4 separate regions of the Sus scrofa genome follow, and all the other regions are linked to region 4. A link is a contact called in public targeted proximity ligation data. All regions are on one chromosome and are shown on one strand. The core of a region is the stretch at or near the end of the contact, and the rest is flanking DNA. Distances in the headings are between cores, read along the strand shown. Region 1 overlaps ETV6 (transcription factor ETV6). Region 2 holds the start of ETV6 (transcription factor ETV6). Region 3 overlaps LOC106507269 (a long non-coding RNA gene). Region 4 has its middle 58 kb from the start of BCL2L14.

Evidence for each region.
Region 1: a targeted proximity ligation map of alveolar macrophages shows a contact between it and region 4. A contact is called at or near these places in 2 of 47 Hi-C or Micro-C datasets (embryonic fibroblasts and subcutaneous adipose tissue) and 1 of 2 datasets of targeted methods (alveolar macrophages).
Region 2: a targeted proximity ligation map of alveolar macrophages shows a contact between it and region 4. A contact is called at or near these places in 1 of 5 promoter capture datasets (fetal liver), 9 of 47 Hi-C or Micro-C datasets (blood, embryonic fibroblasts, fetal heart ventricle and 4 more) and 1 of 2 datasets of targeted methods (alveolar macrophages).
Region 3: a contact with region 4 is called in a targeted proximity ligation map of alveolar macrophages. A contact is called at or near these places in 5 of 47 Hi-C or Micro-C datasets (blood, embryonic fibroblasts, heart right ventricle and 2 more) and 1 of 2 datasets of targeted methods (alveolar macrophages).

The regions. Positions count from the first base shown.
Region 1 is chr5:60,690,032-60,694,244 of Sscrofa11.1, reverse strand. All of the region lies in intron 1 of ETV6 (transcription factor ETV6), which reads left to right. Among named protein-coding and RNA genes, the nearest start is that of ETV6, 85 kb to the left of the region's middle.
Region 2 is chr5:60,774,467-60,778,774 of Sscrofa11.1, reverse strand. It overlaps ETV6 (transcription factor ETV6), which reads left to right and starts at 1,983. Exons shown (of 8, transcript XM_005652587.3): 1 at 1,983-2,210. The coding sequence starts at 2,178.
Region 3 is chr5:60,836,975-60,841,911 of Sscrofa11.1, reverse strand. LOC106507269 (a long non-coding RNA gene) reads left to right here. Exons shown (of 5, transcript XR_002344104.1): 2 at 2,661-2,800. Among named protein-coding and RNA genes, the nearest start is that of ETV6, 63 kb to the right of the region's middle.
Region 4 is chr5:60,413,001-60,417,596 of Sscrofa11.1, reverse strand. No RefSeq gene overlaps it. Among named protein-coding and RNA genes, the nearest start is that of BCL2L14, 58 kb to the right of the region's middle.

The DNA.
Region 1 (4,213 bases), core at 1,500-3,999, 280 kb before region 4:
TTCCCTGTGGTGTGCCGGTCATGAGGTTCAGGCAGGAAGACTAGTTGACCTGGGTTCTACCCCTAGGTTTTTTTTGCTGATTCGCAAAGACATTTAATTTCTCTCTCCCACTTTTTCTAGATCTGCAAAATAGAAAGGGGAGTTCACGAACATTTATGTGCTACCAGGGGATTTTTTTTTTTTTTTTTTTTTCCTGTGCAAGTGAAAATGAGTATCGATGCAACCACAGGGCTTGCTACCAGCTCCAAGGGGTGTATTTCACTGTCTCTGGAAAGAGACCAGCAGTAATGCCAGAAGCAGGGTGTTTGCCTCTAACCTTACTTTTGACACCTCTTCCCTTCCTATCCTTAAAAACACACGCCACCATTTAAGGGGCCAGGAGCAGACCCACAGCAAAGCCTGTGGCCTGCACATGCCTTCGTAGGCCTTTGGGATTGTGGTGGGGAAACCTTATTCCCTCTCTTGCTTCCTGATACCTTGGCCTTTGGGAGGTGTCTGGAAGGCCAAGTGGCAGAAAAGCAGCACAACCTGCTTGACAAGTCTCGTATAAACAGAGGAAGTCCAGGAAGGCACCTCGTCTGGAATTGCTAAACTCATAGAGGCCAATTGTAGTATGTACAAAGCTCCAGGTCACTACGGCCCCTGAGAGCTCCCAGGAGGCCCACCTGCAGGCAGGACCGGGGGTTCTAGGGACTGAAGGTCCGTCCATCATAGCCCATGGGGAGAGTTGAGTTCAGTGTCTGTGGACCCTGTGGCGAGATGGCACCGTTACCTGGACGGACCACTGGGTGGACATCCGGCAGGGTTCCTGCTCTGCTTCCCATGACCCTTCCTCTCCAGCCCTCTAGCCTCTATCCTACGGGTGCAGAGAATGGTAGCAACAGCTCTCGCCCCTCAAGTACATGGCGGGATGTGTGTGTTTGGTTTGATTTCCCCCTTTTGGTTTGGAGGGTCCAACAGTCCACCCATGGGGTGGAAGTGGACCGAGAGAAAGCCTTTCCCTGGGGCCCTCAGTGGGCTGCCCTTTGCCCTTCCCTAGAGAATGACATTGTAATGTGCAAATCCTGCTTCTAGGAGATTAGAGAGGTGGAAGGATGCCTTTTGCAAATGTGTGTAGAGGGCAGCTTTAAGCTGTTCTTTGAGTGGGGGAACCCAGTGACACGCTCCCCGGTGTATCCCCCTCCTGACTCACATCCTTTCTCCCCATTCTAGGCCAGGTGCCTCCCATGTGTTTGGTGACCCAGAAAAGGGGAAAGCAAGGCTGCCTTTTGTGGCACTGCTCTTTGTGATTGGGAAGTACCGCCTGGGAGAAATGATGTCAGTATGAGGCTTTATGTTAGGGTGACTCTTCCTCTGCTGCAATAAGAGAAGTCAGAAATAAGTCCAGTAACCAGGTTTTTTTTTTTTTTATCATTTTTTAAAAAGTTTTTTATGAACGTATAGTTAATTGACAGGGTTGTGGTGCTGCTGTACAGCAGAGCGATGCAGCCACACCTGTACACACGTCCGTTCTCATTCAGGTTCTTTTCCCTCAAGATGATCACAGAACATTGGGCAGAGTTCCCTGGGCCAGTCATTCCACACACCTCAGGGTGCCTATGCTGATCCCAAGTCCCCAGGCCATCCCCACCCCCAGGGGTCCCCCTTGTCAACCATGGATTTCACAAGCCAGGTTTTTTTTTTCCCTTCCTTTTTTTTTTAAAATCTTTTCCGGTCACCCTGTGGCATTGGAGTTCCTGGGCCAGGGACCAGATCCGAGCCACAGTTGTGACAATGCCATTTCCTTCACCCACGGTGCTAGACGTGGGATCAAACCTGCATCCCAGCACTCCCAAGATGCTGCCGATGGCACAATGGGAACTCCTCAAAAACCGGTTTTTGATCTTTGAGTTCCTGTGGTAAGTAGAATGAGACTATGTTCTCCTTCTTCCGTGTTAAATTTTCAGCACCTATCACAGTGTTTAATAACCACAGGAAAAAAATCTTTTTTTAACTACAGCTAGGTGGCCGAATGAATGGGTACCCCTTACAAGCAAGTATTTACCTTTTCTAATCAGATGGTTTTCCGCTCGCCCCAGACTACACATATCAAGAATTTAGGATGCTCATGGAGAAAAAGGAGGGCTTTGTGTTTTTGTCCATAGCACTTCTATCTGACAGCAAGAGCTGGCCAAACTTTAGAAGTCTTTTTGGAGGTTTTGAAATTCCCCACTGTTATTCTTAAGAAGAAGAGAGAGAGAATAGTTTTTTTTTTTTTTTTTCTTCTACCTTCTTGGCCAATAAGGAAAAGCAAATTTCAGAAAAACATGGGACGGAACAGGAAGTGTTTAGAGGTTTAGTCATACTTGTTAGGTATGAAAAAGCCCCACTGCATTCTCATATTGTTTCTTTTATGGACTTAACACTTCCTACTTTGAGAATACCTTCCTCCCCAAGGGCTCGGGCCCTTTACAGTCATTAATCTTCATTCCGCTGCTTTTCTGAGAGACTCGAAATGTTAACTGCCATTTTGCCCGTGTCATACCAGCTCCAACACTCAGCCGAGTGTATCTTATCTGTGCGGGTCCATTAGCTCCGTGGAGAATGTGGCCCCACTCAGGGCCACAGGGGGACCAATGTGGCCTGGTTTCGCCCTTGAAATGGCACCTCCCAGGAATCACCTCCATCCCAGCCCAGCCGAGAGGGTGCATCATCCAGGAGGGCGGGTCACCCTGGCAAGGAGACTCCCTCCCACCTCATGGTCCTGACCTTCAGCCCGGCCGGCCGCCAGAGATGTGACCCCGATGATGCTGTGTGCTCAGTGCAGTCACATCTCTGGTGCCACTTGGTAGGAGATTCAGAACACACAGCCATGAAATTAGAGCAATTTGAAATAAAGAGGGGATAGCTTTCGGTCTGCAAGGTCAAAAATTTCTGGCTTCTTGGTTGTGTGTTTGGGGTCTTTTTTTTTTTTTTCCTGCTACCCTTTTTCATGGTGAAAACGAAAACAAGAACTGATCACTACCTGATTTCTGAAACAAGAAGTGTGATTGCAGATACTTCTGTTGGCCTCAGATTTTTTTCATCTGAAAAATGCGGATGCTGGTCTCGATTTCTCGGGCCCCGTTCTGCGCACACCCAACCGTGAGGAAAGAAGCAGGAAGTAGGAAGCAGGAGGGTGAAAAGAAAACAGACTCTGTCTCCTCCAAAGCTCTACACACAAAGGAGACCGTCTCCTTTTTAAAAATCTCTCCACATACCCAGGGCATTTCCACCTGTCGCCTTCTGCCCTCTCACCCTGTGTTGTTTGTCCTTTTTAAGTGCCAGGGAGGGCGCGGACAACTGCCCTGGGTTTCTGGGTGTGCCTCACACACAGACACACCTTCCCCTTTCTGTCCCTAGAGGACCTGGAACAACCCTTGCTGTTAGGACGCCCTGATCCTGGGCCTAAATCCATTATCCCGGATGTCTCTTTTCTATTTAAATTGCCCGCCTCCAGGTTTGCAATCACTTTATGAAACACTTGAACTTTCAAAAACTTTCTAATAGATCTTTTACTATCTTGCCTGAGCCCGTGGTGCTACTTTTCATTTTGCTGGGGGTCCCTGCTCTTGATTCGGGGAGAACACGTTGCATCAAGGCTTAGGAATCCAACCTCCTTAGATTGAAATTCTAGCCCACTTGTTGTGGGACACTGGATAAATAAGTTCTTGCAACTCATTGGTTTCTTCATTTATGAAACAGAAAGGTATCCTATCCTAAGTGTCTGGTACATAGAAGGTGCAGAATAGACTTGATCGACCTCTTTATCTTCCTTTTGCTCTCCCCCCACACACCCCCACTGCTGGAATCTGCCTGTCGACACATCACTTCATTTTCCTTCTTTCCCTTCTGTTTAAATACAGCAGGTCCCCTCTCTAACAACCCACATGGGGCTTCACTGCCCCTGAATGTTTATGGAACCAGTTGGGAAAGAGGTGTCATTAGCAAGAACCAGTTACCTCAATGCAAGAAATGTAATGTGCTCATTACTAGAGCAGGGCAGGCACTTCCCACACCCCCGACCCCAGGCTTGATAATATTGAAGAGTTGATCTGTAAATCCACATGCAGCTTATGCTGAGAGAGGGTCCCCTGCCCTCATGCTGGGAGCAGACTGCAGGGAAAGCGCCGCCCAGCAGACCACTGGGCGTTCCTGCTGTGACCTCTCCCGTGCTCATCCAAAGAAGCAAAGG
Region 2 (4,308 bases), core at 734-3,233, 360 kb before region 4:
CCCCCATTTTACCGAAGCTGAGAGAGCACGTTGCCAGAGATCATATTGATAAGGGATACGGAGATTTATAAGGGCTTAACCTAGCAATGGGACATCAGAACCAATGCTTCCAACAGCAGTGTAAGGACCAAAGGCAGATAAATGTGTGTGGGGGTTGGGCTGGGGGACAGCAGGTGGTCCAAGGCTGAGTGTTGGTTTGGACACGAGCTTTCTGGGAAAGAATAGGACTACGACGTGGCAAGGACTGCCCAGGTCCTTGGAAACTCACGAATCCCATTATGCCAAACTTCCCAGCTACTGGACTCTTCTATTCCAACCCTTTAGTAAATTCTGGTTTAAAGTGTTCTTCGAATGAGCGTGTGAAAAATTCTGAACACAATTTATTATGTGGAGAGAGGAAGGGAAGTTGGTAGGAAAGGTCCGTAGGATAGGGCAGCTTGGGAAATCTGTCCTGGTATACCTGTATATACTACATAACACGCATTATATTTATACAGATGTACTTACCTATCTGTAATTTAATACACATCCATACATCAAACCTATACGTATGATAAGGGTTTAGAATTTAGGCATAATGCTCTCAACTTTCTGCAGTGGACGCTTGCAAACATTTTCAGAGACTATAAATAACAATAGAAACAGTAGAGTGATCAGAGTACGTGCACTCAAGGCTAGAACCCTCAGCCCGACTGGCTCGAAACCTCCTCTAAGTGTTTTTGTTGTTTCTTTTTTTTCCACCAAATATTCCTCCCCCGGCAGGATCCCGGGGGCATCCTATCCGCCAATGACGGTTTCAGAGCTGTGGTCCCGGGGAGGAGTATTATCTCCAGGCACGCGTCCTGTCAACTCAGTAGTCGAGTCACCTATTTCGGTTGGTAGCGGCCGCTATTTCTTTAAAAGGACAGCGGATTTCGAAACCCGGAGGAAGGGGGGGGGGGTGTCAGGAAAAGGAACTCAACTGCCTTTGATAACTGCCCGGCAGCCTTCCCTTCTCCACAACGCATGCGGGGCTGGGGCAGCGCCCGCGGCGGCCGCATCCCCGGCAAGCGCGCCTCCCCTTTTCGGGGCGCCCACCTTCGCGGGGATTCCCCGGCCCACGGGGCTCGGCGTCTGCGGGCGGCCTCCCGGCTTTGTCTCCAGCGTCGCGCTCCGGCGCTCGCTCGCTAGCCCCTTTTCCCCGGTGCGGGCTGTAACCCGATCTCCCATTTCCTGGTGGATTCTCTTAAAGAGGCCGCGGTCGAGAAGCAGAACAAAGGCTATTGTTTTATTTCCTCCTTCGGATTCCGCGTCCTTACCGGAATGCCCTTTCCTATATAATTATTTTCATTGCGTCTCCGCTCGGCGGGGAAAAAATACAAAAAAACCCTTGTGCCTTCCAAAGTATCCGAGAGACGGAGCTCGGGGAGGGGGGGCGCTTAATAAAACCTGTTTTGAGGTTTCTGGGGCCCCGATGGAACCTTTCTTGGCGTGTCTTCCACGAGCCTGGCGCGGCCCGGCCCAGCCTGGGAAGCCCAGCGCTGGCCGGAGGGGGCTGCGCCGCCCGCCTCGTTAGCCACCGCGGCCTCACGCGGCCCCGCTCCCCCGGGATCCTCCGCCCGCGCCCCCGCCGCTGCCGCCGCCCCTCCCCCAGCGCGGCTTTTATTTCCCCGATGCCGGCCTGTAACCCGAGCTTTTATTTCCTGGTGGCTCCTTTAAGAGGCAGAGCTCAGTGCTGGGAATTCACGTCAGTTTCTGCACTGAAACTCTCAAGATCAATGAGCAAAGAGCTTTCTCAGTTCTGCCTTTCAGTTTCTCTCTTCCAGGAAGGAAAACATTCGAGAGAACTAGCGAGGGAGAGCGGCGGGAGGGCGGGGGGCGGGGGCGCCGGCCCGGGTGGGAGGAGAGAGCGGGAGGCCGGCCGGGCTGCGCCCCGGGTCGCCGTGCCGCGCCGCGACCTGCAGACCCCGCCGCCGCGCCGCCCGGCTCCCACGCCCCCGCCGCCCCGCGCGGCGACTCCGCCGGCGCCCCGCCCCGCCCCGCGCGCTCGCGGCCCCCCGGGGCGGCCGCCGGGAGAGATGCTGCAAGAAACTTCTTAAATGACCGCGTCCGGCTGGCCGTGGAGCGTTTCTGGGTTGGGGAGAGGAAAGGAAAGTGGAAAAAAACTGAGAACTTCCTGATCTCTCTCGCTGTGAGACATGTCTGAGACTCCTGCTCAGTGTAGCATTAAGGTAAAGATCTTCTCCCCCTCCCTCTCCGGGGTGGAAAACCTTGAGCTGCACTGGCCCGGCCAGTCCTGCTGGGCTCTCCAGTTCCGAGGGGGCTGCTGCAGTCGCTCTGTTCGCAGGAAATTATTTGGGGCGCCGGGGAAGGAGATGCAGCTCGCGGCGGCTGCCGTACCCTTTAGCGTAACCTTGCTACTCCCCCCTCCCGCCGAGCCCCCTGCCGGCTCCTGCGCCCCCACCCCACCCCCTTTCTTTTTGACGGTGAAATGCCCGTCACCATCGGTCAGGAGGATCCCGAGTGGTGTCTAGGACCGTAAAACAGCCCCGTAATTAGTGCTCTTTTTAAAAAACCTGCTCCCTGCTCCTACTCCCAACATGTGACCAAAATGTAACTTTTGTTCCCGAGGGGTGGTCTCCTTAGAAAAAAAAGTTCTCCAGCCCCATTGGGGTTGGAATCATTTCTTTAAAAAAAAAAAAAAGAAAGAAAGAAAGAAAGAAAGGCTCCCGGAGTCTGATCAGACAGATTCCTCCCCCCACCCCCAACCCCGATTGTAATTGCAAGCGCTTGTGGAAGAGACAGTCGTGGTGTCAGCTTTTCCTGGGCATTGCACAATGAATTTCTTTCTTTTTGTTTGTTTGTTTGTTTCTTTTTTTAAACCAAGGTGAATAAAGTTGCTGAATGGTTGTTTTACTCGGATGCATCTGAAAGTTGAGCAATCCCAAAGTAAAAAACTCCTGCGATGCAGGGAGAGAGAATTATTTAAGTGACCAGGAAAAATGACCTTCCCGGTTTGACAGTGCAGAGAGGATATCTAAGCGTAGAAATCTCCCGGCTTTCTGGCCATGGTTTGCAGTATTGTAAGTGCAGGAGGGTGGAGGATGTTTGCAAACACAGTACTTAGCTTCCAAGTGGTTGTATTTGTGCATTTATATATGTGTATGTGTGTGTCTGTAAAGGCTAGTGGTGCTGCGGTTTGTTGCTTCTAAAAAGTTGCCGTAAAGTTTGCCACCGTGAGGAGGCAGAATGATTTATCCATCTCCCCCAGTTATTTTTGCCATTGCTGCTTTTGTTGTACACTTTCATTTCACTGTCCCATGTACCCAGATGGAAAAGCCTTGCTGCTTCTGTGAGAGGCTGAAGCTGCTGAAGTTTGTTTGTTTATGGCTTGGCCCATTTAAGATGCATTTATTGAGTGGACCCTGCAGCAACAAGGAACAAATAACTGGTTTTCTTCATTGGTGGGGAATTCGAGAAACCTGTACTGTTTTAACATTGCTTTTCTGCAGAATCTGTTTAGCGGGAACACAGTATTTTATCATATTTGCTTATTAGGCTTTCACAATTATACTCAGGTTTTAGTGGGTTTTTTTTAATCAGGGAGGATTCTCATGGGTTTGAAGTAGGGTTAATGTGAACTTGAAAAGGTGGGTTGGGTTTAATTGTTTTTACCTGGCAAAAAACACCCAGGGGAACTTTCGGGTTTCTGTGTTTGTACCTATCTGGGGGGAGGCAGCAGTTAAGTCTGTGGTAGAGGGGGTGTTGGGGTAAAAAACTTAAGTAGGTTGATACTTCAATTTCTTTTGCTGTGTAAACTCTATTCTAGGAGTCTGGGAAAGTTCAAGAAAGTCCTACCATACAGCCAAGCTAGTTTATCTGATAAGTCATAACCCAAGCAGTGGTAACTAAGTGATGGGGTATTAAATCAGTAAATTTTATATGGTTCGATGGCAGTAAACTTGAGCTCCAGAGAACTGGACCAGCTATAGGACAGTAATTTTAGGGTGAAAAACAACAAAAAGCAAGCCTGTGACTTTTCTTGATACCTCTTCTAAAGCAATTGCGTGTGCCTGCCTTTCTGAGGGGCTTATGTGTGGGTGCTGCAGGCACCCCGCCGTGGAAGAAGATTCCAGCAGCCCTTCCCTTGCACACGTGGATGGAACCAGTCCCAAATGGCGCACTCTTTTAAATGTGATATAAGCATTGCCGCCATAGTTGGCATATCTTTTTTTTCCCCTTATTTACCCTCTCACTTCTTTTCAGGAGCCTCTTTCCTTGACTGTGTATTTCTCTGCAATTAGAATAGACTTAATGTTCTTTACCAGT
Region 3 (4,937 bases), core at 1,287-3,786, 420 kb before region 4:
ACCCAACTAGTATCCATGAGGACACATGTTCAATCCCTGGCCTCACTCAGTGGGTTAAGAATATGACGTTGCCATGAGCTGTGGTGTAGGTCACAGATGCAGGTCGGATCCCATGTGGCTGTGGCTCTGGCCTAGGCCTGCAGCTGTAGCTCTGATTCGACCCCTGGTCTAGGAACCTCCATATGCCACGGGTGCAGCCCTAAAAAGCAAAGAAAAAAAGAACACTAATGACAAGATCTTTGCTAATAAAATAGTGACAGCAACAGTGAGTTGGAGCATGAGGGACAGTTTATGCATTTATCTGAGTGTTATGTTGTTTATTTTCATACCCCGGCACCTCACGCAGCGTCTGGCCTATACTAAGGCCTCAATAAATATTTACTGCATGTGTGGAGACTATCAGGACATATCTCCCTGAGCAAAGGTACTTGAATCAGGGCCATGTTCTCAGCAGAAGAAAAAAATAGTAGCACAGATCATGGGAGCCATCATTCAACAGACTCGAAAGAGTGGGCCCAGCACCAAAAACGTCAGATAACATCATCTGGAAATGATGACACTCTTGCTTATCTCTCTCATCGTAGGAACTCCTATCCTCACCCTGTTCAACTTTGTTACACCTAATTATCTGGCTGTTGCTTTCATACCTTTATTATATATTAAACGCATCTTCCCTGAGCTCAAAGAGCCCATTTAAGTCCTTTCTATCCGTAGGGGGTGAGTTCTAAGATAGCATTAGTCTCCCTAACTCTAGAGGAATAATACTGTACCCTAAAGACAATAATCTTAGACATTTTTTTTTTTTCTCTTTTGTTGTTGCTATTTCTTGGGCCGCTCCAGCGGCATATGGAGGTTCCCAGGCTAGGGGTCCAATCGGAGCTGTAGCCACCGGCCTACACCAGAGCCACAGCAACGCGGGATCCAAGCCGTGTCTGCAACCTACACCACAGCTCACGGCAACGCCGGATCGTTAACCCACTGAGCAAGCGCAGGGATCGAACCCGCAACCTCATGGTTCCTAGTCGGATTCGTTAACCACTGCGCCACGACGGGAACTCCAAGACAATTATCTTAAATAGTGATGGTCCCCAGGGTCAGACTCCTATTCTCTTCCCATCCTGCAAGCTCTCCCTAGGCAGTCTCATCCCCACCCATTACTTCTATACCAGGAATCCAGATCTTTACCTTTAATTTCGGTTTGTCTCTTGAACACCAGGTTCAGACATACAGCTAATTCACACATACATACTCTAAATCTCTATCTAGACGCACCATAGCTACCTTAAATACATCATATCGGAGCTCAAATTCAGGAGCTTCTGGTTGAAGATGGTAGATTGAGTGTATCCATTTATCCTTTTTCAGAAAAATCATTCAAATCAAAGTAAAGAAATAATGGCGTTCCCGTCGTGGTTCAGCGGTTAAGGAACCTGACTAGCATCCATGAGGACGCAGGTTTGATCCCTAGTCTCACTCAGTGGGTTAAAGATTCGGCATTGCTGTGGTGTAGGTTGCAGGTGTCGCTGTGGCTGTGGCGTAGGCCGGTGGCTACAGCTCCGATTGGACCCCTAGCCTGGGAACCTCTATATGCCGCGGGTGCGGCCCTAAAAAGACAAAAAGACTAAATAAATAAATAAAATTATAGGAAAGAAATAAGAAAGCATGACCCTCCCAACCCCACCCAACAAGAGCATGGGAGAGAAGTAGAAGAGTGAAGATTTCAACAAAGTTCTGGAAGCAGGAGGTAGATGGAGAGGGAAGTATGCTCAGGAAGAACATTGCAGCCTAGGACACCTGAGACGGAGACCACAGCCAAGGACAGGCTTAATGCATCTGCCTGAAAGAAACCCAGTCTCCTCACAGACTCCAAACTCTACAGAAGGCAAGGGAATTTGAAAGGAAAACAAACGCAAGTACTTCAGTATCTTCAGAAATATATCGGGACGGTGATTGCTCCATAAAACAAAAGCAGGGGCAAAGATGAGGGCCAACCCTTTCTCCACCAACTCCTACCTCAGTGAATGCCACCATCAGCCACCCAATTTCCTAAAGGCAGGAAGTGGGAAAGTGATTCTTTATTCTTCCCTGCTCCTTAACCCTCATCCCATAAACTAAGGGTTGATTCTGTCTCCTAAATAGTTCTCTTCTCCCACAGCCATGGTCTCTCATAGATTTTTCCTGTGTCTTCCCTGGATTCTCTCACTAGCTTTATTTTTGTTCTTCCTAACTCTGGTTTGAAGTCTTCTCAAATGCTTCTCCAGAAATTCAGAATTCCTAATCAGCCAGCATCTAGGCTACTGCCCTTCCACCAGTGAGTGCTCAATGGTTATCTTGAGTAATTTCTAACTATCTGCCAGCCCCACATTTTCGCAACTTCGTGCTTTGTTCGCTGTCTCCCACTCATGTGAACTTACTTTTGGTTCTTCCTCCAGACAAGTCTCCTCTTTAAAATGTGCTGTTCTTCCAGTTGGAACCCCTGTTCTCTTGATGGTGTGGGAACTCCGTTCAGGCTCAGCTCAAGTGTTACTTCCCCTAAGGAAGTCCCCTCACTTCCCTGGACTGATGTGTGAATCTAGTCCTTCTCTGTCCTGTGTATCTCATCTGCCTCCACTACAGACATTTTGTGTTAAATTGTAATTGTGTGTTTCCTGTTTCCCCAGCAGACGGTAGGCTCTTTGGAGGCAGGAACCAATCCTGCTAAAAAGGATTCCTTGCACACGTGTCACATGACTGATCATAATCACAGCAGAAGGAAACTCAAGAAATCACCCATATAGTCCCTGCCCTTGGGACCAATGAGGTATGGTCATTTTTGTTTTATTAGATGAGGCAACTGAATCACAGAGATTAAGTGATTTTATTTAAGGTTGTAAGGCTGGAGCATACAGCTTTGTAGGTGTGATGGAATAGAGGTGGGAGGACAGTGGTGGTCTCTCAGTTTCCTACCATCTTGTGGAGTGATTCTCCTGCTACGTAATGACACCGCTTACCAATCTATTATCACTTGCTAAAGAAATTTAATTGGAAAAAAGAAAATGTAAATAAAAGCCATTGCCCAAACTAAAGGGATTGCTTTCTTTAAAATAATTGGCATTCCGTGTCGTGGCACAGGGGAAATGAATCCAACTAGGAACCATGAGGTTTCGGGTTTGATCTCTGACCTCGCTCAGTGGGTTAAGGATCCAGCGTTGCCGTGAACTGTGGTGTAGGTGGCAGAGGAGGCTTGGGTCTGGCGTAGTTGTGGCTGTGGGGTAGGCTGGCAGCTATAGCTCCAATTAGATCCCTAGCCTAGGAACCTACATATGCCACAGGTGTGGCCCTAAAAAGCAAAAATAACTAACTAAATAAATATTAAAGAAATAAGATAATGACAATTATTAAATGATTTTTTAACATTTTATTGAATTATAGCTGATTTATAGCATTGTGAACATATTATATGATGTTTTCAAGCCTAGCCTCTTTGAGACAGGAAGGTAATTACCCTTTGATATCACCTATTTAGTCATTAGGCATTATGTCCCATATGTAATTTTCTATTACAACCAACTAACAAGCAAATGCTTCCCCTAGTTCTGTTCTTCCCGTAGTTGTCTTACTGCAACATCTGGCATATATGCCAAAGGCGGCAGATGGGCCAAATATTAGCCATGTGCCAGCCAGCCAAAGCTGTTCTGGTCCTTACCTGAGTGCATGCTTAAGTGACCTGCCATCGCCTTACCCTATTCTTGGGAGTTTGCAAGTTTCTTTGCTCCAGGAAAAGGTCTGTTTTCTCCTTCTTTTCTGTCTCCCTTGGTGCCCTGTCAAAGTGGTGCAATCCTGATACATACTCCAGAGAGACTTGCTGATTTGATAAAGAAGATAAAAAGGAACCTGCAACACTCTCAGTGAGTTTTAGACATTTTCTTACCCATTTCCTCCTCTTAGATATTGTTATTTGGTCACAATAATTCCTTCTCAGTCTACTTTGTCTTATCCTTTTAGGCCTCCATTCAAATGATGGAAATTTCCTAGATTCTGCCTCCCAACCTCCTCTCTGAATTCATCTTCTCTGAGCAATCTTATCCATTTAGTTTCATCATGACCTCAATGCTGATGACTCCCAAATCTACAGGGGTTTTTTTTTTGTTTTGTCTTGTTTTGTTTTGTTTTGGTCTTTTTGTCTTTTTAGGGCTGCACCCGAGGCATATGGAGGTTCCCAGGCTAGGGGTCCAATCGGAGCTGTAGCTGCCAGCCGACGCCACAGCCACAGCAACGAGGGATCCGAGCTGCATCTGTGACCTACATCATAGCTCACAGCAATGCCAGATCCTTAACCCACTGAACGAGGCCAGGGATCAAACCTGCGTCCTCATGGATGCTAGTCAGGTTCAGTAACCATTGAGCCATGACAGGAACTCCCAAATTTACAGTTTTTAAATCGACTTCTCCTAAGAACAAAAGACCCCAGTTTCTTAGGACCTCTTGTACAATGCCACACAGACATCCTGATACACCTTAAAAAAATAAGATGTCTAAACTAAAATTCATCGCTTTGCCCAAACCCATTTCTCCATCTGTTAAAGGCATCACCAATCCTCTGGCCCAGAACTTTGGTCACAATTGATATTCCTCAGTCTTCCTTGGGAAAGCTAAGAGGGTGCCATGATGCACAAGGAGTTCCCCCTGGCCATGTCTGTGATACCTTTTTTTACCGCCGACCATGATTTTTTAGTGGGATCCTCCAAAAGCAGCACCCCATATGTAAGGTCCAATGACTGGTCCAGGAAAAAGATACGTGACTCAAGTTCCTCCACCAGTGTCCATCTCTGGAAAAGTCCAAACTGACCCAGGAAAACCCTATTCTTCTTCAGCCCCTTAGCTAACAGCTATTGTGAGGCTCCTCAAGCATGGAAGTGCTGCTCATAGTAGAAAAGAATAAAGACTATCTTCAAAGA
Region 4 (4,596 bases), core at 272-2,771:
AAGAGCAGAAAAGAGGGGACTCGCCAAGCCATCAGCTTCATAGAGGGGACACAGAACCCAACTTCCCTGCCTTCCAGGGCAGGGCTTGCCCACTGCGCCATCCTGCCAGCTGTGATGATGGAGACATATCCGAAGGGCAGGAATCTTCGCAGGAAGATGGCAGAGAGCAGGAGGACGAGGGGGAATTTGCACCTGAGTGACTCCTCACAAAATCAGGATCATCTGAGTTCCTGCTAAGCAAAGGGCGGCACCCAGAGATTTTATCAGAGACCCTGGGGCCCTAGTTAATATGGGAAGATACCCATCTTTGCCAACAAGGCACTGACTGACCTTCCTCACCCCCACTCTGGCAGGGTGCCCACTGTTAGGACCCTGGGGCTCCCAATTCTCTGCCCAGTGGGTGTGGCAGGGGTCAGGCTTGCTAGTAGATGACCAGAGGGCAGGATGGCTTTGGCAACCACACACCTGGGTTCAACTCCTGCCTGGCTATGGTGCCAACCAGCTCTAGACTCTGAGCAAGTAAAGATCATGCATCTGGACTATTTACCACTCAACAATCTCAGTGTTTATTACTGTTGTTGGTGGTGTTATTTTTGTTCTTACAAGGAATCCACTTTGCAGCTGCACTGAAAACCCCTCATCCAAAAAAGGCAACAACAACAACAACAACAACAAAGCGATGGAGAAGAACCCAGTGACCCAGGGAAACTGCAAGCGAAACCAAATGCACTGTCTTGCTGTGGTTTGTGGTGTTCGACGCTCTTGCTTCGCGGATTGTCTGCGAGGAGGCGATGACCCCGTGCAGACCATCCTCCGCTTAGCAGTGGACGGGGCTCCATTCAAAGCCTCACTCCGACCGGGTGGCCCCGGGCTCCGCCAGCCCAGGCTGATGCTGTGGTTGTGGCGCCTGGGACCGAGGGCATCCACACTCACTTCCTGCCTGCCTGTCCCCACACGCAACGGCTCCTGCAAAAGGGGAACCCAGGGCCGCTCAACAGCTGACAACAGTTGGGCTCCCCTTCTGCGCAGCAAGGCCCTGAACGTTCTGCCGCCTTTCCTCTTCACAGTCAGCATGGAGCAGCCCAAGGGGGATGTGAGCCAACACCCAGAGCAACTGGGAAAAGAGCCGGCGCGCCTTTAAGATGAAGGTGGTGGGCAGCCATCCATCTTCCCTAAACACAGACTTGCCTTGTTCTTCCATTTCTGGCTGAGTGATAAAAACGTTAAATGTCATTTCCTGTATCAGTGGTTAACCACTAGATGCTGGATCAGAGATTTACCAGAAGTGCTGAAGTTAAGGAAAAAAAAAAAAAAAAAAAAAAAACTGCTGTTTTCAATAACCCTTTCTTGCACCCTGTGGGAACTATTTAACCTTTCCTGGGGGAAGGGGGCATGAAGGGGTTGCTGGATTTGGGCCTGAGCAATAACTTTTGGATTAGATTTGCCAAAGACTTCCTTGGGCTTCATACAGGAAGTGAACCGAGGCTTGATTTCACCACCCTGCACCCTCCCCCCAGGGGGTGAGCCGGGAGTGCGGGGAAAGTGGGAGAAATCCTCCACGTGCCCTCTGTGCCCACACCCCCCCTCAGGATACCCGAGGTCATTTGTTTTACACCCCATGTTTTCATGAAGGACTGTGGCTCCGGCTCTTTTGATTCCCCCAGCTTCCTGCAGCATCAGCCGGTGACAGGGAAGCAGCCTGGGAAGAGCAGCGCTCCCAGGAAACTTCGGCACGTGATGGGCTGTGGCCTCTGGGAGGGAGAGCCCAGCTTGACCTGGGGTTGCGAGTTCCTGGATTTCCCCATCAGCTTCTCCATTCAATGAATCCTGGGAGGCCCGGCTCCGTCCCACAAGGAGATGGCTGGATGACTGCAGCTTTGCTTGAAGCACCTCTATCTGCTGGGCACTTTCTGCCCTGGGGTGACCTCCATGGGGACAACACACAAAGCCACACTGGGCTCTGCCTTGTGCCCTCCACCCCTCCCCAGGCCTTAGGCGCCCCTCTCAGTCTGGGCAGAGAGGACAAGAGCTATGCTTTGTTGCAGCAAATGCATTTCCTACCCAGGACCATCTAGAATGTTCTGTGCACACATCAAACCGTCCCAGCACTTCACGGACATCTGGGGTGACCAACAGCCCAAGTCTGCCTGGGACTAAAAGGATACACAGGAGGCAGGACTTTCGTTATGAAAACTAGGAAAGTCCCCAGCAAACCAGAATGAGTTGGACACCCGAAGAGACCAGTGTGTGACAGGCAAATAGATGTTCCGCTTCAAAGCTGAAGCTAAACAAGTAGAAAGGATCCAGCCGGGTCAACTCAAAGAGGGGTGTCATCAGAGAATTCTACCCAACATTCTGTGATAACCCATGTGGGAAAAGACTCTGTAAGAGAATAGATGTGTGTTTGTGTATAAGTGAATCAATCCCTTTGTAGCACAACAGAAATGACCACAACCTTGTCAATCAACGATACGTCAATAAAACTTGAAAAAAAAAATGAAGGAAAGGAGTTCCCGTCGTGGCTCAGCGGAAATGAACCTGACTAGGAACCATGAGGTTGCAGGTTCGCTCCCTGGCCTTGCTCAGTGGGTTAAAGGATCCAGCATTGCCATGAGTTGTGGTGTAGGTTGCAGACATGGCTCAGATCTGGCGTTGCTGTGGCTCTGGTGTAGGCCGGCAGCAACAGCTCTGATTAGACCCCTAGCCTGGGAACCTCCATATGCCATAGGTGCAGCCCTGGACAGACCAAAAAAAAAAAAAAAAAAAAAAAAAAAAAAAAAGGAGGGATGTCACAGTGTACAAGTTCCTCAGGGAAAATGACATCATCACGGCTCCCCCACCGCCTCCAGAACATCCTAGAAGGCGTGCTCTCCTAATTCAGCAGTTATCAGTGGAAATCTGAAATCAAAGGCAGAATTGGAAGGGAAAAGACTCCGGGGGGGGGGGGGGGGAATGTATTCCGCCAACGTTCTTGTACATCTGTGAAACTCAGACTGATTTTCCTTCTCATCGTCTCAGGTAACAGCACCCCCAGCACCCCCGGGGACCCCCGGGAGAGTGCTGAGTGTCTCCTCACCCCACCTCAGTCCCACCTCTGCATTTTCAACAAGCCCTGATTTTCCTGCCACCTATGACCTTGTCCCTCAGCTCCACCTCTGCTGCCGGAGCTCAGCTGCCTGAGTCCCTCGCTAACACCGTCATCCCCCCCAACCTCAATTTCATCTGCTCCCTGACCTGTGCAGGGCTTCTTCCCCTTTCTAAAAATTAAATTTAAGAAACATTTATTGAGTACCTAGATCAGAAGGATGCCATGAACATCACTTATTTAGGGTTCATAAATCTTTGGACATGTCTCATGGGCATATTTTAATTTTTTATTTTTCATTAATAATTATATATTTTTTAGTAATGATTTTTATTTTTTCCATTATAGCTGGTTTACAGTGTTCTGTCAATTTTCTACTGCACGGCAAGGTGACCCAGTCACATACATGTATACATTCTTTTTCTCATATTATCATGCTCCATCATAAGGGACTGGATATAGTTCCCAGGGCTATACAGCAGGATCTCATTACTTATGCATTATATTTTTTAGTTTATATATTTTTATAAAATATTGTTTGATTTACAATATTGTGCCAATTTCTACTGTACAGCAAAGTGACCCAGTCATACATATATCCTCAGAAAACTAAATATAGAACTATCATATGATTCAGCAATCCCACTCCTGGGCATATATCTGGACAAAACTGTAATTCAAAAAGATACATGCATCCCTATGTTCACCGCAGCACTATTCACAATAGCCAAGACATGGAAACAACCTAAATGTCCATTGACAGATGAATGGATTAAAAAGATGTAATACATATATACAATGGAATACTACTCAGCCATAAAAAAGAAGAATGAAATAATGCCACTTGCAGCAGCATGAACGCAAATAGAGATTCTCATACCAAGCATCTTTTTGGGTTTTTTTCCTTCTCTTTCAGCTGCACCCACAGCATATGGAAATTTCCAGGCCAGGGATTGAATCTGAGCCACCACAGAGACAATGCCATATTCTTTACTTGCAGTGCCACAGCAGGAGAAGTCCTCTTGGGGCATCTTTTTAAATACGGTCATCCATAATGTCTGTGTTTTTGTTTGTTTGTTTGTTTAGGGCTGCACCCACAGCATATGGAGGTTCCCAGGCTAGGGATCGAATCGGAGCTGTAGCCACTGGCCTATGCCACAACCACTGCAACACCAGATCTGAGCCATGTCTTCAACCTACACCACAGCTCATGACAACGCCAGATCCTTAACCCAATGAGCGAGGCCAGGGATCGAACCTACGTCCTCATGGATATTAATTCGGTTCATTAACTGCTGGGCCATGATAGAAACTCCTTTTTTGTTTGTTTGTTTGTTTGTTTTTAGGGCACAATGTCTTCTCACAAAAAAATCTCCCTGACATTTCCAGGCAAAGCTGAGCAGTTCCTCCCAGCATCCCGGTTCTTTAGGATCTGCCCGCTGCCCTCTTCACATCGCTATGATGACTGGTTTACATTTCCATCTTGTCTATTAGCTATGAACTTTTGGTGT